Regions from separate parts of the Mus musculus genome. Here all the other regions are linked to region 1. A link is a contact called in public Hi-C and promoter capture Hi-C data. All regions are on one chromosome and are shown on one strand. Each heading gives the region's core, a stretch centred on a gene start, on an enhancer-like site or on the middle of the called end of the contact. The rest is flanking DNA. Distances are from core to core; before and after follow the strand shown.

What was found. Promoter capture Hi-C pulls out the DNA fragments that hold promoters and counts their contacts. A called contact is a pair of places that touch in the nucleus more often than the background predicts.
Region 2: a contact with region 1 is called in a promoter capture Hi-C map of macrophages, with 8 read pairs. The contact joins the promoter of Mmp12 here to the enhancer-like site in region 1. A contact is called at or near these places in 7 of 39 promoter capture datasets (the 3T3-L1 cell line, the C10 cell line, embryonic stem cells and 3 more), 2 of 15 datasets of contacts at CTCF or cohesin (large pre-B cells and pro-B cells), 17 of 484 Hi-C or Micro-C datasets (3T3-L1-derived adipocytes, the BV-2 cell line, the C10 cell line and 12 more), 5 of 115 datasets of contacts at active chromatin or transcription factors (CD8 T cells, bone marrow-derived dendritic cells, bone marrow-derived macrophages and 1 more) and 4 of 9 other capture datasets (adipose tissue, bone marrow-derived macrophages, liver and 1 more).
Region 3: a contact with region 1 is called in a Hi-C map of bone marrow-derived macrophages, with 5 times the contacts expected there. The contact joins two enhancer-like sites. A contact is called at or near these places in 1 of 15 datasets of contacts at CTCF or cohesin (pro-B cells), 10 of 484 Hi-C or Micro-C datasets (the C10 cell line, the HPC-5 cell line, bone marrow-derived dendritic cells and 5 more), 4 of 115 datasets of contacts at active chromatin or transcription factors (bone marrow-derived dendritic cells, bone marrow-derived macrophages and neural progenitor cells) and 1 of 9 other capture datasets (bone marrow-derived macrophages).

What each region holds. Positions count from the first base shown.
Region 1 is chr9:7,219,872-7,223,236 of GRCm38.p6, reverse strand. It overlaps a transcript of Dcun1d5 not described here. Among named protein-coding and RNA genes, the nearest start is that of Gm31639, 34 kb to the left of the region's middle. Within about 2 kb of position 1,591, at least 101 of the 459 cell types and tissues checked have an H3K27ac peak or open chromatin away from gene starts, as enhancers often do. A contact at or near this core is called in the BV-2 cell line, CD8 T cells, the HPC-5 cell line and 9 more, where this site is marked.
Region 2 is chr9:7,345,556-7,348,920 of GRCm38.p6, reverse strand. It overlaps Mmp12 (matrix metallopeptidase 12), which reads right to left and starts at 1,547. Exons shown (of 10, transcript NM_008605.3): 1 at 1,383-1,547; 2 at 89-336. The coding sequence starts at 1,496.
Region 3 is chr9:7,329,132-7,332,496 of GRCm38.p6, reverse strand. No RefSeq gene overlaps it. Among named protein-coding and RNA genes, the nearest start is that of Mmp12, 17 kb to the left of the region's middle. Within about 2 kb of position 1,891, at least 5 of the 459 cell types and tissues checked have an H3K27ac peak or open chromatin away from gene starts, as enhancers often do. A contact at or near this core is called in bone marrow-derived dendritic cells, bone marrow-derived macrophages and macrophages, where this site is marked.

The DNA.
Region 1 (3,365 bases), core at 342-2,841:
TCATAACCAAAACTGACCTGGGGAGATGAGGGTTTATTTGGCTTACAGCTAAGTCCATCATTGGGGGAAACTAAGACAGGATCTCAAATAGAGATCATGGAAGAACACTGCTTCTAGCTTACTTACTCCACTTTGCTCAACTGCTTTTCCTATACAGCCCAGGCCCAAGTGTCTAAAGATGGCACTGCTCACAGTGGGCTGGGCCCTCCTACATTAGCAATTAAGAAAATGTCTTTGCAGACATGCCCACAGGCCAGTCTGATGGAGGCAGTTTCTCAATTGAGATTTCCTCAATTGAGCTCTGTCAAGTTAACAAAACACACCATTTCCTAAAGAAGTCTATTCAGTGTAGTATTATGGTATATACATGATGACCTCAAGAGTGGAAGGAACTGCTATCCTAGAGCCTCATCACTCTTTGAGGAACCTAAAATATCTTTCTTAAAAGGAATGCAAAAATATATAAATACAACCCATTATTTTCAGGAAATAATAAATAGATGACGCAGGCAGAAAGCATTGAGTGATCTCACCCAGTGTCAGTGGGCTCCGTGGTGATGTAGGAAGGGAAACTCCTGGGGAATAGGAAGGATCCAGATTTTAGAAGATAAAAAACAGACATAAGAATATGGCAAAGCCTGTCCCTTGCAGGCTATCAATGGCTTAGCAAATACAAGTTTCCCTCATGAATGCTTTTCTGGAAATTGTTTTGCCCACCTATACCAAGGAAGTTGTGTCTTCATTTACCAAACATTTGTCAATTACTATGTGGCTTTATGTATTAAATGTCCAATGATGTGTAACTCAAAATTGTAGATTATAACGTAGATATTCATTGGAAATCTATGTAACTCTGAGTCCCTATGTTACATGCATTTCACACAATCATTGTAGCGCTGATGCCGCTAACGGCATTTGAAAGTATCACAGAGCTCTTCAGATTCCACAAAGTACTTTCCTGTGCCTCACCAGGAACTTAGGACCACCCAGAAATAATGCAGTTAGACTGGCTGGCTTAGATCTAACTCAGCTGTCTACTGTTGCTGAGGGATATGAGATGACAGACAGCATAGGGAACGCTCAGCAACTAGCAAGCAGGTTTTCTAGGAGGTTGTGAGCCAGTCTTCCCATTTGACTTCTGAATGCTCAATGTTAGGTTTACCATGGTGATCAGAACAACTTTACACATATTGTTCTCTTGAAGTAGAGATGCATACACAGAGCAGTAACAAGTAAAATACTGCTTCGACTGAGTGTCATTTACTATATTACTGGGATTGATCTTGAGGGTTTCTAATATTCCAGTAAGTGGGTGATTCTTTAAATTCACATGTTAAGCAGGAAGGTTCTGTGATGACTAGAATCCAGCCCTTGATGGCTTCTTTGTTCTAGTTGTCATTCTTTCCCCTTCATTCCTGGGTCTCGGCTGGAGGACGCACAATTTCTCAGCAAGCTAACATGACCGGCATTCGCTTACGCTTTGGATACACTTCCTGTTTGGCTGTTTCCCACTCCATATACAGACACGAGCAGTCCCTTACCCTTCCTAGTTTCTAAATGACTTTTTTACACAGGCCACAAAACTGGTACAGTCACAACAGTTGGTGTCATTTCCGTTTGACTTTTTTTTTTCTGTGTTTCTTCTGCCCAATGGCAGATATAAGAGAATCAGAAAGGGGGAACTGTAGTAACTTGAAGAAAACAATGTTCTAGTACTAGGCAAAGTCTAGAGGAGTTACACAATTGCACTTAATCTACACAGGAAACTGCACTAAGCCATAGCTTTATTTTAATGAAATACATTTCTTTAAACCACTACAACAGGGCTTTCAAGTGATTACTTTTCTTTCAGTTTTACTGAAAGTCAAACTGCTTATGTTAAGGAAGACAGTTTCAGCAGTTTAGTTTCAGTCAGACCCTGAAAAGCTAGAAGCAGAAGCAGATGTTAGTGCAGACACATAGGAAGGACAGGAGGGAGAATAAATGAAGGCGAAACTGAGAAAGCAGAGGAGTGTCAGGAGGGGACATGCTGCCCCCAGCAGGCAGTGTGGGATGGGCTCCCTTACACATACACACTAAACACATGCTTTCAAAAATCGTCAAAATGTACTTAACCGTAAGAATTTGGTTATCGCCATACTTTATAACCCATGTCCTTGGACAGCACGCTCTCAACAAGTATTTTCTGAATCAAATCAATGTCACTTCTACAGTGGCTTCTATTGTATCCTGTAGCCACTGTGAACAACAGTGTCAGGTTAGGTAAGGAAAGGCACCCAAGACTGGGTCCAGATAACAATTACTACGTTACAGTTGAGGTCATAGATACATAAAATCAAGCAAAGAGAAAAATGTATATTCTTTAAATGACCTTTATTGATTTTATATTCTAAAACTGTTACATACTGATTTTATTACAGAAAAAAAAAAACAATAAGAGAAAAACTCTGTTACCCAGAAGTTATCATTTTTTACAGTCGGTGCTCAACCTTTCCAGTCTTTTCCTTGTACATGCCCTGTTTTAAAGCACACTATCACATTGTTTATGGTGATTTAAAATGTCATTTTCACTCGCTAATATGGCATGGTATAAGATGGTATAACACTCCAAGGTGCGTTAGAAGTTACATTGCAACATTTATATAACTGCCCCAAGTTAAAAATATTTTTCTCCAGGATACATTTGTAACCAGAATGGCTAGGTAAAAGGATATGAAAGCTGCTAAGAGTTTTGAATATATCTTCTTAGGTGCCTTATAAAAAAATGCTATGCTAACTTGAAGTTCCTTCAGCAAAGCATAAGAACTATCCCTGTGCCATCAGCAATGGACAGTCATTAAAATACATGCCATTTAAGGATAAAAATATTACAGTTAATAAGCATTTCTTATATTCATTTGTATTAAATAGTAGTTCAATATGAAAAAATGGAATGATAATGTGTACCACAGAGAACAAAACTACACAGGTTGGCTAACAGGTCTCATGAGCAAATTATCTCATTTATTTACTTGCTCCATTGATTAGTGCTTTTTCCATAGTGAGTATAGTTCTAAGCATTGGGAACAAGTATAGCAAAGATCTATAGGCCTGCTCTTGAGCTCGCAGTTTAGTAAGGTAGGACGGTATGTGATAGGCTATCCCAGTCTAGCATTGCCAGCACTCTATACAGGACTCATGGTGGATCAAGGTGGGCAGAAGGAATGGGTACTTTTATTTTCTAAAAACAACCAGACCTCAGAGTAGGGATGGAGACTTCAATGATTATGAGAGGCAGTAGATACATGGAGGATACTAGAGACAGAATGGTGTTGTGCCTTCTAGACACAAGGAATAATGCCATAAATCCATTCTTTATAAAGTTA
Region 2 (3,365 bases), core at 298-2,797, 130 kb before region 1:
AACTACGTTGTAGCTAAATGGTCTAGGTTTCTAGAAGCTACACTCATAGGTAAGTAGAAAAGCTCCCCAGGGCAAACACTGACATTACCTGTAAGTGAGGTACCGCTTCATCCATCTTGACCTCTGGGGCACTGCTCTAAGATGCTGTACATCGGGCACTCCACATCGAGGGATGTGCATTATTGCCAGAGTTGAGTTGTCCAGTTGCCCAGTTGCTTCTAGCCCAAAGAACTGCTGCATTTCCTGGAGTTTTTCTTTTAGGAAGTTTCTATTGGTTTTTGTTTTTGTCATTGGAATTCTGTCCTTTCCATAATCATAAAATCTTGACAAGTACCACTAGATAAAACACAAGCATTGCACACGGTTGTATGCAGCCAGGTTTCTGCTGGGAACCCTGCAAACATGGTCAGTAGTATACTGATATTCTAGAACCAGGTATTTTAATCACAGGCTACATTATTATTATTATTATTACCTAGGGAATCAATTATAAGGAGGAAAAAATAATTTCCTACGCTATTTAAAACATAAATGATTAGTCAGATTACCAAAATTCCAGAGGAAGAACTATTTATTATTCTCCTTCTTCAGACCTGCTTCTAGGTTTTTAAGGAGCCATTTTAGCATCTAGTATATACGGGTACTTGATTGGGGAAGGTAGTTTAGTGGTACAGCAATTATCTAGCATGCTAGCAGGTCTAGGGTTAGTCCCCAGCAGTGGGAAAATCTTGACACAGTAGAAAACTTGAATGAATTCAAAGTAATAATAATGTTAGAAAATAGAGCCAGCTGCTGAGGAGGGCGATACAGAAGGGTCATCTGAGCCCACAAGTTCAAAACCAGACTAGACAACACAGTAGGATTCTGTGTAAAAAAGGAATATATATATAATTTTAGAAAATAGATGTTCAAGTTTTTTTAATTAGAAAAAGGTAAAATTTCACATCTTACTTAAAATACTTATGAATAAATATATGAGATAAATCGCAGAGAGAACATGCTGTAACTATCATAAAATCTTGAAGTGGTCACATGGACTAAGCAAAGTCCAAATCTTGCATTATTACTGGATATTAAACTACTACCTCAAATAAAAGACAAATGGAGTGAGAGACCAATACACAACACTCTATTAGAAATGTAATCTAATTATATTGAGCTAAAGTAATTTAGCCAAAGCTTTTTGTAGATGGTACAATTATTCACCAGTTTAATGACATTCTTTCATCTTTATAATCCTCTCTGGAAAACAAAACATGGTAACAAGAGAGAATCTGTACTGATTTTCAAATCGAATCACACTTTTCAACATACTATTTGCAAATTCAGCAACTATTAAAGATACAGTCAGGCTGGACCAGAGCAATGCTGTCAATACTTACTTCAGCAAATTCACTGTCATTCATGGGAGCAGCCCCACAGGCAGATACCTGTAAGAACACAATCATCATGAGAAATTTCATTGTGCAGACTCCTTTCAGCAGAGTGCAGCTCATCAACCTGTTCCCTCCGACTGCAAGTTCCCTTAAAGCCCCACTTTATATAACCCTAGTACCAGGATCTGTGACCATGAAATCCTCTATCTGACTCACTGTTGATGTCATCCCTTGATTTACTTCAGAATCATGTGAAGTAACAGCAGGTCAAACCATTGTCTAATTCATCACTCATCTCTGTACCTCTCTGTTTCTTACAAATGACCGGTAAATCTTAACTTCCACCTACTTCTACCTGAAGGTAAGACAAAACATCGATAACACAGTAGCCAAAAATACAAACAGAACTCCATTAGCAGAGTTTTGGAAAGCTTGGTATCGACAACTCTCTTTATAATTTATAATATAGGTAAAGTGCTTTAAAGTAAAATTTTAAAAAATGTGTGAAGAAAATATTTTTGCTAGAATACATCAATCCTTTATTTGTTTAAATATCAGAGAAAATTTGTACAATGAGCATGCTTTGATGTTTGCTCTATGTGCAGGCTTGGGTTCTTATATGGATTGAGACTTTTACTCATGGAAGCTGAAATCCAATCCTGACAGGTTGTCTGGGGAGATTCTGGAACTTCGTTCCTCATCTTTCATGCTATTGGAGTTCAGCACTTGCAGCTATGTTGTGAAAGACTTCCTTTCTTTCTGCCGCCTCTCCATTTCTTTCCCCCATGAAGTGTTTAAAGAATAGAAACATTCAGAAATCAAGGATTAAAACTCCCAAAGTACAATTTTGGAATGAGGCTGCTGTGTGGGCAGAGGCTCTGTTCAACACTCACTTAATCCCACCACATGCAGAGTCTACATGAAGAGCCTAGTGCATAGGTATGTGAATGGGTTATAATTTAGACTTCCAATTTCCCTGAATTCAGACATGCTGTCTACTTCCTAGTGTTAATTTTAATTCATCTTTTAGGGGCCATGAAATGATTCAGCAAGCAAAGGCACTTGCTCCCGAAGCTGACGAGCTGAGTTTGATCTCCTGGATGCGACATGGTGAGAACAGATGACTGGAAGTTGTCATCTGGTTTCTACAGGCCTACTATGCAATGCATGTACACAGAGACGTGCACAAGAAACAAACACAAACAAACAAACACACACACACTTAGCTTTAGGTGATCATGCAAAACAACAGATCCAGTAGAGTTTATAGGTGTCCTGTGCCTTGTGATCATTTGTTTTCCTTTTCTTCTAAGATAGGAAGAGGAATCCCCCTGCCCCTGTACTATCCCTGATACTTACCAAATCTTGCCTCTTTTTACGTGAGTGGCTTGACTCTAGGTTCCACTTGAGATGAGAACTATTTAACTATTTAACTTCCTTATGCTCTTGTGACAGTTAAATGAGACAGTGACTTATGCGTGCTGGTGACAGGAAAGCTGCTCACTATTATGAAGTTCCTTCCCTTTGTCCTTAATAGGGACTGTTAAGCACTAAATTTGTAAGTAGGAGAAGTTCAAGGGTTCAAAAAGGGAATGATCATGTGGTAAGCATTGTAAAGAAGTCCTTTCAAACACTGAGTTTAGCCCAAAAATGTTAAGAGGAACACAACTGTATTGGGATAGAAAGTGGAAAAATAGAGGTTTTTGGAACTACTCCTTATGTTGAAAACTACGTTGAGTGTAGTAGGTGCTCAGTAAGTACCTAGCACTGAGTCTGATTGAAGAGTGTTATGGATACTGAAAGTGAACCTCCCTGGCAGGAGCGATAGCCCTGCAAGGAGGATTTGTTCCTGGTTCATGGAAAACAAGAAGTGGTGTCATCCACAGCAAAGAGGAACTCAGTTCTTGGAAGATTTGTATGAAATGTCTCATGAATATAGGATACAAGATGCAAGGAGATAAAACAGAAAAAAGAAGTGAGAGAGTTCCC
Region 3 (3,365 bases), core at 642-3,141, 110 kb before region 1:
AACCTGGGGTTTTACTAGGCCTAATATTTGACAGCACCAAAGTTCAGGACATTGGCTCATAAGGAGGAAAACAAGTCTCTTTAGTCTTCTCCTGCTTGGTATGTTTAATATGTGTATATGTAATCATACACACACACATGAATGAGGCTTTAATTTTCTCTGTTATACACTAAATTTATAGTACTGGTGAAAAAAATGGAACATAGAAAATTATACTATAAATAGGAGGCCATGCCTCTAGTATAAACCTGGGTGCCCAAGAAGGCTTCTGATATAAGGCTGCATTTGAAATAAGATTTAAATACTACAACAGAGTTGCAAGAGAAGCATGAGTATGCTTATTTACACTAACTGCAGAAATGACAGAGTTTGACTGCTTTGGACTACTGAAAAGGGATGACTGAATATTAGTGTAGAGTTGTAGGAGTTGGCCAATTGAAAGGTTTGATTGGAGAGGGAAGTTGTGCAAGGGATCAGGCTGGGGGAAGTTTCTAATCCTCATTGAGAAATCTGAATCATAGTCCACAAACCAAGCTTTTGATGGTTTTTGAGCAAGGGACTGACATAATTATTAAACAAGAAGGATGTTTACAGGCTGTCTGTCTGCTCCTGAACAATGCCTACCCTGCTGGCTGACATTGCCATCCTGTGTATGTTCGTTAGCACTCATGACTAACTTGGAGGTTTTTAGTACAAATAAAAATGAAGCAGTATTTTGGCCTTTCATAATGTTCTAAGTAAAATGATGTGATTATAGGTAGCTTTTATGCAGCTGGGATGTAGATCAGTTGGTAGAGTTTTTGACTAGTATGCACGATGCTCTGTGGTGTGTTGGTACATCTCTTTAACAACAGCACTTGGGAGGCTGACAAAGGAGGAACAAGAATTCAAGGTCCTCTCAGCCTAAGCTAAAATCAGTAAACAAACAAATAAGCAAAGCCTCCTACAAGACAAGATTTTAAGATTCTATACTGTTTTTTTTTCCCAGTGTGATTTGAGATACTTATTAGTTTCTAGCTAGAAAACAGCACACATATTTATTTGACACATAATCTTGATATGTAGACCAGGCTGGCTTACAACTTGCTATGCAGACCAAGATTTCCTAGATCTTAAAGCCATTTTTCTCTTTCTGCCTTCTCAGTACTGGGAGATCAAGAGATGGATATTTTTATTCTTCCACCCTCCATAAAGGTAGAGTAAAAACTAGCCATGGACTAAATATTTAGTGTCTGGTTATTTCTGCACAGAAGATAATTAGTTCCCAGTCAAAAGGCTGGGTGGGCATGAAGAAGTAGTTTTGGGTCTTCTTTGGGTTCGTGTTGTAAACGTCTGAGGTCTACACTCATGGAGGGCAGAAGAATGAAAATATCCATTTCTTGATCTCAAAGACATATTATATTAATAGAGGAGATAAAAGAAGAGATAACTTGAGGAAATAATAAAGCAGCAATCAAGCAGTTGTGAAATAATTCCAAAAGAAAATCAAGAGCTATAGCCAATGTGCCTTCAGCATCTATCAAGTCCCCATCTTCAGTGGTATGAACTTGAGACGACATTGTTTTGAGTCTTTTTTTGAAAACACATTAATTGGAAACCTGCTCAACAGTTCTACAGAGGATGAAGAGAAATAACCCTGGTACTCAAGATGCTGTGACAGAGGGCGCATGAGTGCATGGTCAATGGGGGCTACATAGGAGTTAGGGCAACTTACACATGTCAGTGAGAAGAAAGGAGGGAAGGCAATAAAGGGAAAAAAGAGAAGGTAAAGAAACGAAAATTTGCTTTCTTGTTGCTTAAAAAACAGCTCAAAGGCAAGGGAACTCTAGTCACAACTGAGGTCTAGGTAAGTGAGTCATGCTGTGAAGAAAAATAACTGACTTCTGTGGAACCAGCTACTTCCTAATGTGGGTAATCCTCTCCAAGCACATACCCTAAGCTCGGTTCTCCTGGGTGGAGCCCAAAAGGAGAATGACTATAATAGTTTGTCATGAGGGTCAGCGCATGACCATCTTAATACTAAAAAAACTTAGACCATTCCTCCACCATTTCCGTTCTGTTTTGTCTCTGCTAGCTTCTTGGCACCTTGGAACGTGCACTCTAGGAACAGGAATGACCTCATTTCCTAGAGATCTCTTTAAAGCAACTTGTCTCTATACTGCTTATGTTCAGCATTGACTTGAAAAATCCAGCAGTTCAGTCCTCAGGGAGGAAAAGGAGTGGGGACACAGTCATCTCATAAGAAGATGAGAATGTAGAGATCCATTTGAGTCCCAGCCTGGTCAGCAGGGTCAGGGTGGTGGAGTATTTTGTACACCTGAATGGTCAAGGAAAGAGAGTGCCCAGAATATTTTCATCCTTATATGAAAACATCATTATTTGAAATGTGTTCATTTTCTTTGCATTTCAACCTTCTGAATGTATGAGAATAAAAGAAGTAACCAGATATTCTCTATGTATGGACCCTCTCAGCCTTTTGAAGGATAGCATACATTTCCCATGACTTGTAGTATCTCTCATCCAATCAACACTTAGCTTGACCATCAACTGTGGTCAAAATTTCCACACTAAAGGTCCTAAGTCTTTTTCTTGGGTTCTCTTACTGGTGTGTGTGTGTGTGTGTGTGTGTGCTTTCTGGTAATTGAACATAAAGTCCCATGCATATGCCTTACACTAAGCCTCCATGTGCCATCTTATCCTTCTCAACAGTATTAGATTTTTCTTTAGATTAAAAAAATTTGATAGGCACTGATTGTATGTATTTAGGTACAGTATAAGATTTAAATTCATGTAAACAGTAGATCAATATAACTGGCACATCCGTTGTCTTTAACATCTATTATTTCCTTGTGATGGAAACATTTAAACTTTTCTTTACTATTTATAATGTACAATTAATTGATGCTCTTGGCCATAGTTGCTCTCTTGTGCTCTAGAACAGTAGAATTCATTCATACTACTAGAGTGCACTATGGTGCCCAATGACCATTCTTTATCCCCTCCCCTACTACATACACACAACCCCTCCTAAAGTATAATAAGATAAAACAAAAAAACAATATATTAGAATTGGGAAAAAACAGAAGGAAAAGAGTCCAAGACAAGACGCAGAAATCAAAGACCTACTTGTTGGCACACTCAGGCATCCTATAAAAACACTAAACCGAAAGCTATAATATATGCATGCAAACATGTGCTAGCCCTGTGCATGATGCCTCAGTCTCTCTGAGTTCATATGAGCTTTGATTTAGAGGGCTTCACTTTCTTGGTGTTCTCCATAGAGTTTGTTTGTTTGTTTGTTTGTTTGTTTGTTTGTAGTATTGTGGGGCATTCACTAGAGAAGATTGCTCAGACATGGGTTTCAG